Linked DNA regions of Mus musculus: regions 1, 2, 4 and 5 are each linked to region 3. Evidence: chromatin contacts called from public promoter capture Hi-C data. All regions are on one chromosome and are shown on one strand. Each heading gives the region's core, a stretch centred on a gene start, on an enhancer-like site or on the middle of the called end of the contact. The rest is flanking DNA. Distances are from core to core; before and after follow the strand shown. Region 1 holds the start of Arhgef11 (Rho guanine nucleotide exchange factor (GEF) 11). Region 2 holds the start of Mrpl24 (mitochondrial ribosomal protein L24). Region 3 holds the start of Lrba (LPS-responsive beige-like anchor). Region 4 holds the start of Arfip1 (ADP-ribosylation factor interacting protein 1). Region 5 overlaps Fbxw7 (F-box and WD-40 domain protein 7).

Region 1 (2,700 bases), core at 23-2,522, 1.4 Mb before region 3:
GTGTTGGAAAAAAAAAATCCTCAATTATTTAAACATACCTGTCTATACTATGGGGCAACCGTATGCTCATGGTTTCTCCGTGTCTCCACAGTTCTGGAATCCTGTAGTTTCTTTGGGCGTCTTGATCAGGCCTGAGTCCCTTGCAATTTTGAAGGAAGGTGAGAGGAAGGCCTCCCAAGTTGAAGACTGAATCCTTGTTTCTTCCAGCTGTCAGGACCCTGGTAACTGCAGTGCTATTCTGCTTCTATCGGTTAACATGGTCTCCTCCTTCCTTCACCCTTAACCTTCCCCTCCCTCGTCTTAAAAAAGAAAATGAAAAGAAAAAAAGAGAGGAAAAACTATGACCTTCTTAGAAACCAAACTGTTAACCACAAATCTCTTCAAGGTTAGCCCTACGGGCTAAAAACTGAACCACAGAAAGAATCTGACTTCAAAATATCAGTCTTAGTTGCAGACAGATAAAAGCCATCCTTTCAATCCAGTTTCCCCAGCTGTCCTTCTGTTGACAGGGAAGCCTTAAGCTCCAAAGGTTGAAAAAAAAAATCTCTGGTTTCCAAATGCTTAAAATGCCAACAGCAGAATTATTCCAGGGAAGGAAAAACAAAAACAAAACAAAACAAAACAAAAAGGCTGAACAAATCCGAAATGGCACTTGGGAGAAAAATCTTCCAGACGATTTGCACAGTTAAAATAAATAAAACCACACAGCAGTATGTACACAACACGGTCCAGTGCAGCCCTGGGAAGCAAAATTTGCGGATTTCTTTTAAAAATCAAAACAAAACAACCATCTTCTTCTACAGTAAAGGTTTTTGAATTCTGAAATGAACCAATTGTGCAGACACACACACAACAATCACAAAACACCTGAAGCGCAATGCTTTCTACCTTCAAAACGGTAGCATTGGCCAAACCCCCAGGAAATCTTAAACCTTCTTTTCCCTTTCGACTTGCAGGTTCCTCCACCTAACCCAGCCTCAGATCGGCCTTTTTCTCAGACAATTTCCTCAGTCAGCTCTGTGTGCTCCAGCACGTCCAGGCTCCGAAAGTCTCTCTCGCCGCAGCGCTCTGGAGCGGTAGTCCCGCTTCCCCCTCGCCCGCCGATCGTGTCCGGCGACCCGCTCCTAGTATTGTTGCGGCTCGGTTAGGGCCAGGGCGCCCTCCACAGCGGCGCGGAGAGCCCGGGCCGCGGCCTCGGCCTCCGTGCCCACCCGCCCGCCAGCCACAGCCTCCCCGCTCGGCCGCTCCCGGCGTCCGCGTCGCGGCCGCTGCGCTTCCGGCCCCGCCCCCGCGCGCGCTCGCTCGCTAAGGCCAAGCCCGCTGCCGCCGGCCGGCTCCGCCCCACCCCCGCTCCGCCCCGCCCCGCCACCGCCCCGCCTCGCCCCGCCTCGCCACAGCCCCGCCACGGCGGACTCCGCTCGCCCGGGCCGGCCGCTGGCTCCTCCTTGGCGCCGCCCGCCCTTTCACAGCCCCGCGCGCCCCCGGTCCGCGCGCTGCGGCCTAGCTGCTCCCGGTGCTGCTGTCCCAGAGACTCGACCTTTGTTTCCGCAGTGTCCGCTGGCCGCGCCTCTGTCTGCGCTCTCGCTGCGGTCCCGTCCTCCTCTGCCCGTTTTCACTCATTTGTCGCGCTCCTTTCCAAGTTACCAGGAACCCTCTTAGCTGTGCCCTCGCCCCTCTGAGCACCCACCGTCTCTCCCCTCGCGGCTGTACTCGATTTAGCTTGGGTATCTTGTATGGCTCTGCCTTTTAATTTCAATGCAAAAGCCTTTGCAGGGCAATGTTATTTCGATGACACACACCCCCTTCGTGAAATCACGGTTTCTAAATCTCTTCAAGTAACTGTCGGAAGTCAGAAGTAAAGATTGAAGTAAAAAGGAGACTTTTCCAGTACAGGTTGATGAATACACTTTGTTATTTTGTGTGTGTGTGTGTGTAATATGTGACTTCCTGGTGAGACCAGACATCTGTTAACATTAGATAGTGCACCAACAGTTTTACTGAAGCCTGTTCTCAACAGCCAGTGGATTTATTGGGGTTACTTCTAGGAGTACAAACCCCTAAAGGCAGAGGCACCAGCAAAAACCCATCTCCGCATGGATGAGGACGGTGGACTACTGACCTCTACCACTAGAGCTATTGGAGTTGATATTGTTTCTATAACCGTGGGGAGCAGCACTGTGACTCTTGAAACAACTTCTTGAAATTTCTGAGTGCTTGCCATCTGAACCTTAACAATTGCTGCGCTCTTCCACAGGTGTGCTTGTGGAGCCCAGAGGACAAGTGTGGGTGGCATTCTTCCTCAAATGCCAAACAACCTCACCCCTTCTCTGGAGCCTGGTCTCTCTCCACAGCCCCAGCTTGCTGAGTAGGCCAAGAATGGCTGGTGAGTAAGTGCCACCCTCTTACCCTTCTCAGCATTGTGAGAGCAAGTTCACAGCCACCCAAACTCAGCCTCTTTATGTGTGTTCTAGGGGGTTGCTGGGTAGCAGTTTCCACTCAGAACCTTCTCTCTTGGAGAGAAATCCTATAAGACATAGGATATGAAAAGGGAAGCGAAACATATTTTTTAGGCAAAATGTTCGAAGGAGAGGTAAAACATGCTATCCCGTGGAGAAGCTCCTTCAGACAGGAAGTACAAACTCAAAACAGCTTCAGAAGGTTCCTGAAACTGACTAGATTCACTAGACCCCTCCCTCCCCA
Region 2 (3,002 bases), core at 300-2,799, 1.7 Mb before region 3:
CCACAGGCAAGCAATCACAAGACAAGTGAATAGCAATAGCAGGGGTAAAAACAGCTGTTGGGTGGTCCCGGCTTGCTTATAAAAGGGATGGTTTGGTCTCAGATCCTCAGACCTTTCTCCCCATCTCACCTCCACATGTTTCTGACCGGCCTCTTCTCTTTCTGTCTGTCCTTCTCTGTCCCCTCTTTCTTCACCTCTACTTCCTTCTCAACTCCCTTCCCATGCCCCCAAATAAACTTTATTCTATACTAGACCCACTGTATGGCTGGTACTTTGGTGGGGAGAGATGCCCACTGAGGTACCACCTCCCACCACATCTTACTGCGCTCTTCAAAACATATCCTTCGTCTTTATAAAAACATTATCGGGGCTGGTGAGATGGCTCAGTGGGTAAGGGCACCCGACTGCTCTTCCGAAGGTCTGAAGTTCAAATCCCAGCAACCACATGGTGGCTCACAACCACCCGTAATGAGAGCTGGTGCCCTCTTCTGGTGTATCTGAAGACAACTACAGTGTACTTACATATAATAAATAAATAAATCTTAAAAAAAAAAAAAAACATTATCAGTCTGAGCTATAATGAGAAACCTATCTGAATGAAACCAACAAAGTAAAAACGCTCAATGTAAAAATGCTAGCCTAGCATGCAGTAAGCTTTCTAAAACAGTTGCTACTGGCGTGGTACCATGCTAAATAGCATCTCACAGAAGCCTAACAACAGCGATGAAAAGTTGCCCATAATCTTATCATGTTTTGTGATTTGTATGTGTGTGTGGTGCTGGTGATCAAACTTGGGGATTCACATATAACAGGCAAGCATTTTGCATAAGTGAACTATTACTCCTTTTTTTATACATTTCAGGATAAGAGATGGGAGCAAAGTCAAGTGTTACCATGATGCTAGAGAAACACGGGGACTATTTCTATCTAGATCAAATACACGATTACTAAGCACTAACTACTACCTGACAAGTCGAAAACTGAGAACTCAGTAAGGGATGCTAACAGCAAGATCCAGGAAAACCTTGCCCTCTCTTAGCATGCAGCATCACAAGTGTGTATGTGTGTGTGTGTGGGGGGGGGGGGTCTTGCTTGTTTGTTTTAAAAACTCCTTTAGGCCCCGGACAGGCCCCCACTCCATCTTTCCCTTTGGTTCCCTACACAACCTAGATGCTAGCTAGTGTCACTTCCGTGGTGGGGCTGGCTTTCTTCTCAGTACAAGTCCTCAGGTCACCGCCTCAAGTAATTCCCTCGTCAGACTCACCCCGATATGCGGATAGCTCCAACGTCCTAGCAAAAGAGGAGCCCAAGGCTCAGTTTAAAACTAGGAAAAGAAGTCCCTTCGCTTATCCACCTTCCGACCTTCCCCGTCGCTGAGTAGCCTCACCTCCCCGCAACTTTCTTTCCACGTGCGTTCTCTACGTCCGCAGTCCCCACCCACCGGATTTTTGGGAGATGTAGTCAAATTGCGGAAAGGAAGGCTCAAAACAAAACAAAACCGAAGCGAGCCTCCCAGCGTCTGGGAACTCTAGTCCGTTGCTACAAAATGGACAGGAAACAGGAAATTTAGCCAACCGTAGGAAATCCAGACTGGGAAAGGCATGTCGGGAATTGAAGGCGAAAGACATGCTAATTTGCTGCGTAAGTTCGTTCGCGCTCTTCGTGGAGACCACTGGGAGTTGTAGTTCACAGAGAACATGGCTCCATTTTCTTGGTAGTTATGGCTTCCTAATTCAAAGCAAAGGGTGTCCATTTCCAGATGAGATCACCTTTATGTCCTGGCTCTTCTCTGCTTGAGGGACCAGGACGCGGCATATTAAAAAAAAATGCCCCGCCTTTTCAGAGAAAAGAGTGATATTATATTAGCAATCACTCGTGTGAAATGTACTGGAAGATTTCGACCATGTTCACCTGTCCTCTCACCATCCGTGGACTGGCAGGCATCCCTACCAAAATTTAGCAGAGACCAGATCTCTTTTATCAGCTCGCTATTTGACTCCACTCACCTTCCTGCTCTGATTAGACTAAGTATGTTTCCTTTCATTCCTGAGTTTGCTGATGACTACGAGCTTTGAAGCAGCTTTCCCCTACAGTTTGTAATGTTATAAACTTCATTAGTGGGCAAACTAACCTCACCTGGCCTATCCCTAAACCAGCAACCCAGCAAGATGAACTTAGAACAACAGTGCTCTATCTTCTCAGCTGCTTTTGTTTTCTGAGAGTGGTGCATGTAGCCCAGGATCACCTCAAACTTGCTAGTTGGCTTCTGCTGTTCCTTCCCAGGTGCGAGAGCTAACCATCAAATCTGGTTTTATATGATGCTCCAGACTGAACCCAGCCCTTACTGCATATCCCAGGCTTACTGCATGCTCAGTAAACATTTATCTTAAAAGCAGTAATTCTTACCTAAAAGCCTTTTATTTTTTAAAAACAGGTTCTATGTAAACTCTGGCTGTCCTGGAACTCATTATGCAGACTGGGCAGGCCTAGAGCTCAGATTCCCCACCTGTCTCCAATGCTGGAATTGAAGGTGTGCATCATTATGCCTGGCTAAGACCTTGTCTTTGGACTCAGAGCCGACTGTGGTCACCGACCTAACTAGCATTAAGTGGTAACCTCTCCTCCCTACATTTTGACTTGCTCTTGAAGGTCTAAGAACCAAACTCTTCTTCCCAACACTTTTAAGAGACTGAGGCAAAAGAATTTTAAGTTTGAGACCAATAAGAAGATCCTACTTCAAAAACAAAACAAAACAAAAAACCAATCAGGAACGTCTACAGCTGGAACTCAGCACTTGGCAGAGTCGGTTAACGGGTCTCCTCCACTACAGTTAGTGTGTGTCCTGGGCTATATGTGACCTGTCTCGACAAAAGTCATGTATTTCCCATGACTATACTCCGTTTCTCTTTTCTGAAGTACACATGTACAGGAAACTGAATCTCCAACCATCCCTGATTATATATATACTGTCTCATGCATACTCCAAAGCTTGCTGTACATCT
Region 3 (2,927 bases), core at 232-2,731:
ATAAACACAAATTTACAAAAGTATCAAGCTCACACTGTGGCTGCCTCAGGCCTTTTTCAAATTGACATTCAATTATCACAAGATAACCCTAAACCCACTGCAAAATTCAACCTTGGTTAGTTATTTCTAAAACTAAAAGTAGCCAGAATTTTAAAAATACTAATTTACAAGTTAGCCTATATCAGCACTATGAACATGAATTCTGTATTTAAAACTAACTATAGCAAAACATAACTTAGGCAAAAACTTACATTAGCTCCCAAGTCCAAAAAAAAAAAAGTCATTTATTCAAAATATTAAAGAGAAAAATCGCAGGCTTAAACATACACTCCAAGAGGAAAAAAAAGTTACATCCAAATTCTCCATTGAACACCTGACTACACACACACATGCACACACATACACACACAAATATACTTCCACATCAACACTTGCTTAATTAGCACAAAGGTGATCTGTTCATGTTCATTGAAAACCTGAAGCATCAAATTTTGCATAATTCTCTTTAAACTGAAATACAAGTAATTGCTCCATTTAGGTCAAGTAGAATTTTGTGTCTATCCGTGGAAAAAGCCATTAGATTGAGTGAAGCACATGACCCCAACTTCGTCTTGCTCCCCAACTCACCGAGAAAAGTATATGCTTATAAAATATTGATCTACTTACCAGGTTAAAGACAGTTTCTACAATATCCCTATTGGACACTTCTCCAACTTCAACCAACCCCGTCAGCACGGCGAATTTCATTCTGATGCCCCTGATGGGGAGCCCCGGCTTCAGAGACAGCGCACCCCCTTCCGTAGGGGTTTCTTCTTTCCCTCCACCTCCCCCGTCATCACCTGTTGGTGGCCGGGAAGGGGCACGATTGTCTTCACTAGCCATGACTAGTTCACGAGAAAGGACAAGTCAGAGTCACCCTGGGCCAGCAGTCGCTGCACGGAGAAGAGGCACCAACACACACGCAAACGCTAAACCAAAAAGGGTCTCTGTTCCAACTTGCGGAGAAACCCAAAAAAGCAGGAAAGTCCTTGGTCGTCGCCCTCCTCCTCTTGGAGACTATTTGTCCAATCTCTCTCCCGGAGGCTGACAACAACGCCAAAGCCTATTGGAAGATTAAACATCTGTTAAATAGGGTAGGTCTGTCGTGGGATTTTTTAGGGAGGAGAGGGAAATAGTTACTGTCTGTCAAATAAGTTACTAAGGGCACCCCAAGGGCCAGCCGGCCGGCCGCTCCTCCCGGGCTCCATCGCCCGCTCCGCCGAAGGCGGGTCCTCCAGGCCGGCGAGCAGGCTCACTCCTCCCCCCCCCCCCCCAGCCCGCGCAGGTGGTGGGCGCGGGCAGGTGCACCGCGGGGGACTGTCGCCGGCAGAGGACGGGGGGCCCCTGCGACCACTGAGGTCCAAAGTTCCTCCTCACCCGGAGACTCCGGCCTCGTCCTCACCCCCGCCGGGGCGCAGCGAGACGGAGGTGGCGGCGGAGATCCAGGGCAGGAAAAGGCGGGGGAAGGGGGCGGTGATTCTCCTCAGCGCTCGGCCCAGGGGGAGGAGTGGAGCACCTCGCCCGGGCACCTGAGCTCGGCTGAGGAGAGGAAGGGAGGTGTGTGCTGGGGCGGGAAGGCAGGCCCGACGCGCCTGCGGGGACGGGGACAGGGACCGGGACGGGACCGGGGAGAGAAAGGTCAAGGCACCTGGTCGCAGCCTTCAAGTTTCCCTAGTCCGCTCCCCGGGAGCCCGGCGGCTGCCTAGAACTCCGTGCTTCCCTAGGCCGCCCCACCCCTGCGCTCAGCCCTTGCAAACGCAGCTACTGCAGGCGGGGGCGACGCCGCGGCTCGTGCCGCCGCGGTGGCCGAGGATGCTACTGCCACAGAACGCCGGGCTACGGCGCGCGGGACTACCCCTATGCCTACTGAAGCTGCTCCTCGCCGCCATGACAGCGCCGAGGGCCGCCGGGCGCGGCGTGCGCGTGCGCGAGCGCGAGCGCGCGGGGTGGTGGGGCGGGCGAGCGAGCGAGCGGGCGGGCGCCCTAGCGGAGGCGGCTTAGTAGGGGACGTGCGGGCGGGCCCGGAGAATCGCGGGTGAGTGGCGGAGCAGAGCACGCGCGCTCGCTGGAGGTGCCACGCGGGCGGGAGCGCGCCTCGAGAGCGCGCTGCTCAGGTAGAGCCGCGAGCGGCGCGCTTTTCCCTCGCACTCTTCGCCCAGACTGTGCTTTGGCGACGAACGGGAGGCGGGTGCTGTGCAACAGCAGGTCTCTGAGCGCCGAGGGTACCCGCCCCACGTTGTCAAGGTGTCCTCGTGTTGGACTTGGAGAAGGACACCTGAGGGACTTAGGAGTCGTTGAGGTGGCGGCGCTGGAGCCTCTGGGGAGCAGTCTCCACCCCTGACTGAGCTCAGCTGCTGCCTGCCCGCCCGCGGCGCTAACTGGGAAAGATTTCCACTGGGATGCCCTGGCAGCTGCCGCTGCTCGGAGGGGAGGGACAGCGACTGGGAGGATTCCTTGCCTGGCAGCTGCCGCCCCAGCAAAGCTCTCCCACATTCTAAGGAGTAGAGGATTCATTCCTCAGACAGCTGCTCGGAGCTGTGGAGGCGGGATTCACCGGGGGGGTTGGGGGGGGGCTGGAAATGGGAAAGGGGGTTCCTCTCAATTTCCCAGTGTGGAAGTTAAGTTTGCCTCATTATAGATGCTTTTAAATATATATAAATGAGGATTTGAAGCCAGTACAAATTGTCATAGTCTAATGTTGTCATTCTCTTCACTGCCTCTGATGATGGCAAAGCATTGATCCTGGTGCATTAGTATAAAATAAAATGAACATAGAGGAGGTAGTTGTTCTATTAGTATTCTCTGGGATAAGACTTTAAAGTACTAAAATACTCCCAGGTTCCTAAAAATGACGGGATGAAGTAATCAAAGTACTCTGAAGGAATCCA
Region 4 (2,714 bases), core at 211-2,710, 1.6 Mb after region 3:
TTATCAAAGAAAATTAGCATTAGTTCCAAGTCCATCAGAACCATCATAAAAACTATCAGCAATTCCTAGAGAAAGTATACAACTTAAGAACAAATAGATAATAAAAGAAGCCAAGTATCCCCAAATTTAAAGAAACACCACCAGGCATCCTCAAGGAGACACCCAGTTTTGTTATGTACTAGCTGTCCACACCATTCATACACAACCGGGCATTGCAAGACATGTTTTCCAAGTCACCCTTCAGAAGCCCTGTACATGATGACACTTGCACTTAGCTACAAGTCTTATTCAGTTCTTACAGAACGAGAGCAAGAGTTACACTAGACAGGGGCCCCTTTCTAATAATGGAGAAGACTAATGGGTTTCAACTCAAGAGGATGGTTTTGAGTAGGAAAATTCACAATACATTGCAGAATAATTACAGTTTGAGAGAATTGGTACCCACCCACCACTCCCTTTATAGCTCAATTTCAGAACAGAAAAGCCCTTTATACAAGATTTATGTTTGGGCATGTCAGCACTGTTTTTGTTGATGTTTTGTTTGAGTTGATGTGCTAGCAATCTAAGACAATACCGTTATTTAGGTTTGAAATATGTGTAGTGCATTATGTAAATGTATGTAGTGTTACTATTAACCAGACTGAGGAAGACACAGTACAAGGATATTTAAACTCATTATCTAACACCGCTGGGAATAGGGAAGATTCTCGCAGGTACCCCCAAAGTCTGGTAGGAAACGACCAAGAAGAGCTCTGGGAGAAGGGACAGTTGAACTGTTTCTGTGGACGGGGCGTCAGCGATCTACTTAAGAGGGGATGAGCAAGAAGGCAGAGTTCGGTTGCCGGCAAAAGAGGAGCAGCGAAGAAAAGTACTATGAGCCCACTGTCAGAGAGCAAGCACAGAAACAGAGCTACCACCGCACGTTCACGGTTGCCGGTCTTGGTGCACAGACTGGTAAGAGTGCGGTGATCGCGGAGAGCTAGCGAGAAACCTAAGAAAGCGAGGGCCGGGCTTCCGTGCTGCCAGCGCCGGTACACTCATCTTCGCTCCATCCCTTCCGCATCCCGTTCTTCTCTCCGGTGGTTGACAAACTTTCGGCTCCGCGGTGGTGAGCTACGGCCACCTCCACCCTCCAGACACGGAGTACGCGTGTGGGAAAAGGGTAGAGGATGTCTGGCTGGAGGGCTGCACTTCGCAAACTATGGACTGTTCCTCTACGCTGCAACCCGGTTACCCCGGCAACGGTCCGTGCGGATTCCCGGATGTAGTTCACAGGGCCGCGGCCCGGGGCGGAGTCGGGAGGACCCAGCCCCCTGGGAGACGCGCGCGCACCATAGAGACGTGGCGGGGCCCGGGCTTGGCTTCTAGAGAGAGGCTGTCCGGGGCCTAAGACCCCGCACTTCCGGTCTGCTCGCTTCCGGCTTCGCGGGTAGGGTGCAAGCGCCGGAGACCGGGTTGAGAGGTCGCGGGTGCAAGTGTCCTCGGCGGTTGGTTGCCCGGAGCCTGTGACAGCTGTAGCTGCTCCCCGCCCCCGAGGCGTGGGGGAGGAGACGAAGGAAAAGCTCCCGGTTGCGCTTCCGGTCCCTTCTCCCTCTGGCCGACGTGATTCCCGAGGGCTGCGACCGGGAGAGCCCGCGACGGAGCGCTGCCGGCTTCCCCGCTGACAGACAGGTGAGGGCGGAGCCGCGGCGGAAAGGAAGGGGTTGGGGTGGCGTGCTTCCCGACAGATGGATGTGTCGCCTGCGGCTACTCTCATCAAACTTGCTCCTGGGCACTTCCATCCCTGGGAGCAGCCAAGTCCGCCCCTTGGTCCCTCCTGTCCCTCTGAGTCTGAGTGTGTTCTGGAGTGAAGGGGGGCAGCACTGGCCCCTGGGGCGGCTCCGCTCGGCAGTGGGAAGAGTTGGCAGGGTCTGGGGCTTTCTGGACTCTGTCCGAGTGGGCCGCCTTTCCCCCTGCTCTTCCCTGAGTGTCCTGCTTCCTCTCTCCTGCTGTGAGAGGAAGGGAGGTAGCAATCTCTTGGAGAGATTGCCTGACACCGGTGCCGAGGGAGGCGCCCTGCCTGAAATGTCCCAAGCCTGAGGGCGTCCAAGGAATGCTGGAGTTTGGAGGAGGAAATTGTGGCCCTGCCTTCTGGTGCGTTCCTTATTGCCAAGTTAACTACTCTTTACGTGTCTAGGAAAGGAAGCGTCTCTCTCTCTCTCTCTCTCTCTCTCTCTCTCTCTCTCTCTCTCTCTCTGTGTGTGTGTGTGTGTGTGTGTTAAGTGCTTAGATTCTAGACTTTCTCCCCTGTTATTGCTTCCTTGGCTTTGTTCTTGTTTTCCTCTTGAACCCTCTGATCTCAAAAAGTTTATATTTTACACTTCCTGCAGATCCTTTAAGTCACCCTTTCAGGATTTCTGTGCGTCCCTCCTTTATTTTTTCCTGAACTATCCTTTCTTGGTTCTTATCTGATCAGGGGGGCGGAGGACGAATGAAAAAATCGCAGGGCTTTTCATCAACGTGTTGCTTTCACAACTGCGAAGGTGTGTTCACACTTGCCATTTGATTAACTTGATTGCTAAAGAAAGGTGCACCAGATTGATGGCGGTTGGTCAGTTCTCTGGAGGCTGCAGGAATGGCTTGTATTTCATTGCTGCTCTTTCAGAGCAAGCGTTGCAGCAATGTACACTTTTCTTGTATTTGTTCTATTTTTATTTGCTTTTAATTTTCGTTTT
Region 5 (2,700 bases), core at 86-2,585, 1.4 Mb after region 3:
ATGGTAATAACCAAGTAATAACTACTGATAATGACATGGACCTTACTAATTTTTCATATATGTCAAAAAATAGCAAACTAAAAATTAGGTTTATCAAACCAAGTGTTCTATGCTAGAAATATCTAAGAAGAAAGCAATATTTCTCTTGTAGCTTTAGTCCCTGTATGACACACATTGAAAATGCTCGTGCTCAGTTTTCTGAGACAGCCTATGAAAGATTGGGGATACAGTTCACCAGCTGTCCAGCGTGTATGTGCCAATACAATACAATAGTGATCCTACCCAGTCTGTGGGAATGAAAACAAAATACAAGTCATTTAAAGATCTTGTGCTCTCTCCTCACTGGATGAATAGTAAAAGAATTTCGTAGAAATTAACCCACCATTAACTCTAAACTAAACAAAATGTGTTTCAATATTCAACAACAACAAAAAAAGTGTTTACTTTCTCATATCTCACTGCATATGAACACACTGAACTGAAGCATCCAAAAGTCAAGTTTAGTGTGAGCTAGCTACCCAAGTATAGACACTAATGATGAAATTTAATTTCCATAACACAATCAACAATCAAAATTTATACTTTTTAACATAAACCCATAAACAAAAGCTAATTAGAATTATTAAGCAAATCAGCTGCAAAAAAAATGACAAGAAACAGCTGAAAAACAGCAGACTGATGCAGAAACTTAAGAGCTGCTTTCAACAGACAGAGAGCATGAGCTGGCACGCCTGTTCCCAGTGCGGTCTGAAGCAGTCACTAGGAAATGCATCAGTACTCCTCCAGCTTCAGAACACATCAAGAACGCCTGGAGAAGTGAGCAAGTACACTACTCTCTGGCTGCAGCCAGGAACATCTGTGTGTTTGTGCCCATTCGGAGTTGAGGTTGACTCTGCCATGGCTGACCATGGGAAAATACTTAGAAATAAAACTGGGATAAATTAATGGGAAGTATGGATGAATTTTGTGAAGCAAACTGACACAGCCCAAGTACAAGGGGGCACTAGTTAATGCCTTGCTTAGCTAAAAGCACAATGTCTGGGAAGCTGTAGCTTATAAACCATGCTCCATGATGTTTTCCTTGTTTCCAACTTTCCAGGCGTTGCAAATTTCAAGCTGCAGTTTACAACAGAGATAGGAAATAAATTGAGAACAAACATTGCTTTAAAAACCAAAGCAGCAGGACGAAAAATGAAATCTACTGTAGGCACTGTGAAGCCTGATGTAAAATGCACTGCAGGACTTGGGAGCCGGCTCACAGAAAGAACACTTGCTGTGCAAACATGAGGACCTCAGCTAGACCACTGGAAGGAGGAAGCAGGAGCTTACTAGCCAGTCAGCCTAGCTGGAATGCCAAACTTTTGGCTTACGGAGAGACCTTGGGTCAACATAATACCGCAAAGAGCCAAAAAGGGAGGCACTCAAAGACTTCCTCCAACTTCCACATACCCGTGCACAGGCATATACACCTGCATACTCATGTGCATGCATCATATAAATATAGCTCACACCATCCCAAACCACACACAAAGGCAGGCAGGCAAGCAGACAGACAGACAGACAGACAGACAGACAGACAAATGTATTCTAGAGAGTAAGCCATCTCTGACATGGAAGTGAACTAGAAGAACGTAGAAGCAGTTTAAACTTTATTGAAAAACTGAAACTATCATAACATCATAAATAAATAAATAAATAAATAAAGATAAATAAAGAGCTATAAACATTTCTATACTATGTGATATTAGAAGGAAACTTTTAGAAGAGCTTTTTAAATTGTTATTACCAAACACAGAACAAAACCAAAGAAAAATATCAGTTGTTTCCATGGAGTAACATGTGAGCAATGTTAAGGTGTAAAACTCATCCATGACTAAATGAGTGAACCTGCTGGGAGACAAAGTCTATCACAAGACAACCACTGGCTATGCACTAGTATTCCTACAGCAGGGTCATATGTCTGTGCCATCCAAAGTCATTCTAACACAAACGTTTTTAAAGATGCTAATGGAGAAAAAAATGGAAAAAACTCAACCCACAGTAAAAATAAACAAATAACTCCTTGGTGAGATGGCCAAATTGAAGGCTAGGGAAGAAAAAAAGGGACAAGATAAGCCTGGGACAACTGATGCTGCTGCTATAATCTGTCCTCAAAAAGTGATTGAGACAAGATGAAAGATTGAGAGAGTCCTGAGGACCAAACCTCAGATGACCAAAGCACCAAAGGAAGAGAAAGAAATAGATGAAATCCAGAGAATAAAATCTGAGTCTACAGGATAGAGAAAATATTCATGAGTCTATTTTGATACACTTAAAGTACATACCTCAGAGGAGATAGCTCTTCCTTACAGAAGAAAGAAAAGAAACAGAAAATAACACTGGCCAAACACCAAAGTAATAATATTCATTCAGATACAAATTATCACCAGAATTTGAAATTAGAAACTAAAAGCATGATGAAAATAAGGTAATTAACATAATCACAAGATACCTTCCCCATAGGACACTTAATTGCAAGGTTAGCATGCAACTGGTACAAAGCCTAACATCAGCTTACCAGTGCTGGTCTCACCAGATGAATGGGCATACTGACACTGTGTGCCATCCAGTAAGAGTCACAACAGCATTTCTGTAGTACTCTTACCCAACAATTGTCACCAAAACATTAAACAAAAACTGGAGGTATTCAACACAACCAGT

Evidence for each region. Promoter capture Hi-C pulls out the DNA fragments that hold promoters and counts their contacts.
Region 1: a contact with region 3 is called in a promoter capture Hi-C map of liver, with 4 times the contacts expected there. The contact joins the promoter of Arhgef11 here to the promoter of Lrba in region 3. A contact is called at or near these places in 9 of 39 promoter capture datasets (the 3T3-L1 cell line, 3T3-L1-derived adipocytes, cranial neural crest and 5 more) and 1 of 115 datasets of contacts at active chromatin or transcription factors (stem cell-derived neural progenitor cells).
Region 2: a contact with region 3 is called in a promoter capture Hi-C map of liver, with 2.7 times the contacts expected there. The contact joins the promoter of Mrpl24 here to the promoter of Lrba in region 3.
Region 4: a contact with region 3 is called in a promoter capture Hi-C map of hippocampal neurons, with 6 times the contacts expected there. The contact joins the promoter of Arfip1 here to the promoter of Lrba in region 3. A contact is called at or near these places in 1 of 39 promoter capture datasets (hippocampal neurons), 1 of 484 Hi-C or Micro-C datasets (B cells) and 1 of 115 datasets of contacts at active chromatin or transcription factors (astrocytes).
Region 5: a contact with region 3 is called in a promoter capture Hi-C map of hippocampal neurons, with 2.6 times the contacts expected there. The contact joins the enhancer-like site here to the promoter of Lrba in region 3. A contact is called at or near these places in 4 of 39 promoter capture datasets (the 3T3-L1 cell line, the C10 cell line, hippocampal neurons and 1 more) and 2 of 9 other capture datasets (adipose tissue and liver).

What each region holds. Positions count from the first base shown.
Region 1 is chr3:87,616,131-87,618,830 of GRCm38.p6, reverse strand. Arhgef11 (Rho guanine nucleotide exchange factor (GEF) 11) reads right to left here and starts at 1,272. Exons shown (of 40, transcript NM_001003912.2): 1 at 39-1,272. The coding sequence starts at 70.
Region 2 is chr3:87,918,091-87,921,092 of GRCm38.p6, reverse strand. It overlaps Mrpl24 (mitochondrial ribosomal protein L24), which reads right to left and starts at 1,549. Exons shown (of 6, transcript NM_026591.3): 1 at 1,388-1,549.
Region 3 is chr3:86,223,244-86,226,170 of GRCm38.p6, reverse strand. Lrba (LPS-responsive beige-like anchor) reads right to left here and starts at 1,481. Exons shown (of 57, transcript NM_030695.2): 1 at 1,417-1,481; 2 at 667-1,102. The coding sequence starts at 882.
Region 4 is chr3:84,581,371-84,584,084 of GRCm38.p6, reverse strand. It overlaps Arfip1 (ADP-ribosylation factor interacting protein 1), which reads left to right and starts at 1,460. Exons shown (of 9, transcript NM_001081093.2): 1 at 1,460-1,671. It overlaps Gm35410 (predicted gene, 35410), which reads right to left and starts at 1,670. Exons shown (of 1, transcript NR_164319.1): 1 at 1-1,670.
Region 5 is chr3:84,838,371-84,841,070 of GRCm38.p6, reverse strand. The region is part of intron 1 of Fbxw7 (F-box and WD-40 domain protein 7); the gene reads right to left. Among named protein-coding and RNA genes, the nearest start is that of Fbxw7, 24 kb to the right of the region's middle. Within about 2 kb of position 1,335, at least 12 of the 459 cell types and tissues checked have an H3K27ac peak or open chromatin away from gene starts, as enhancers often do.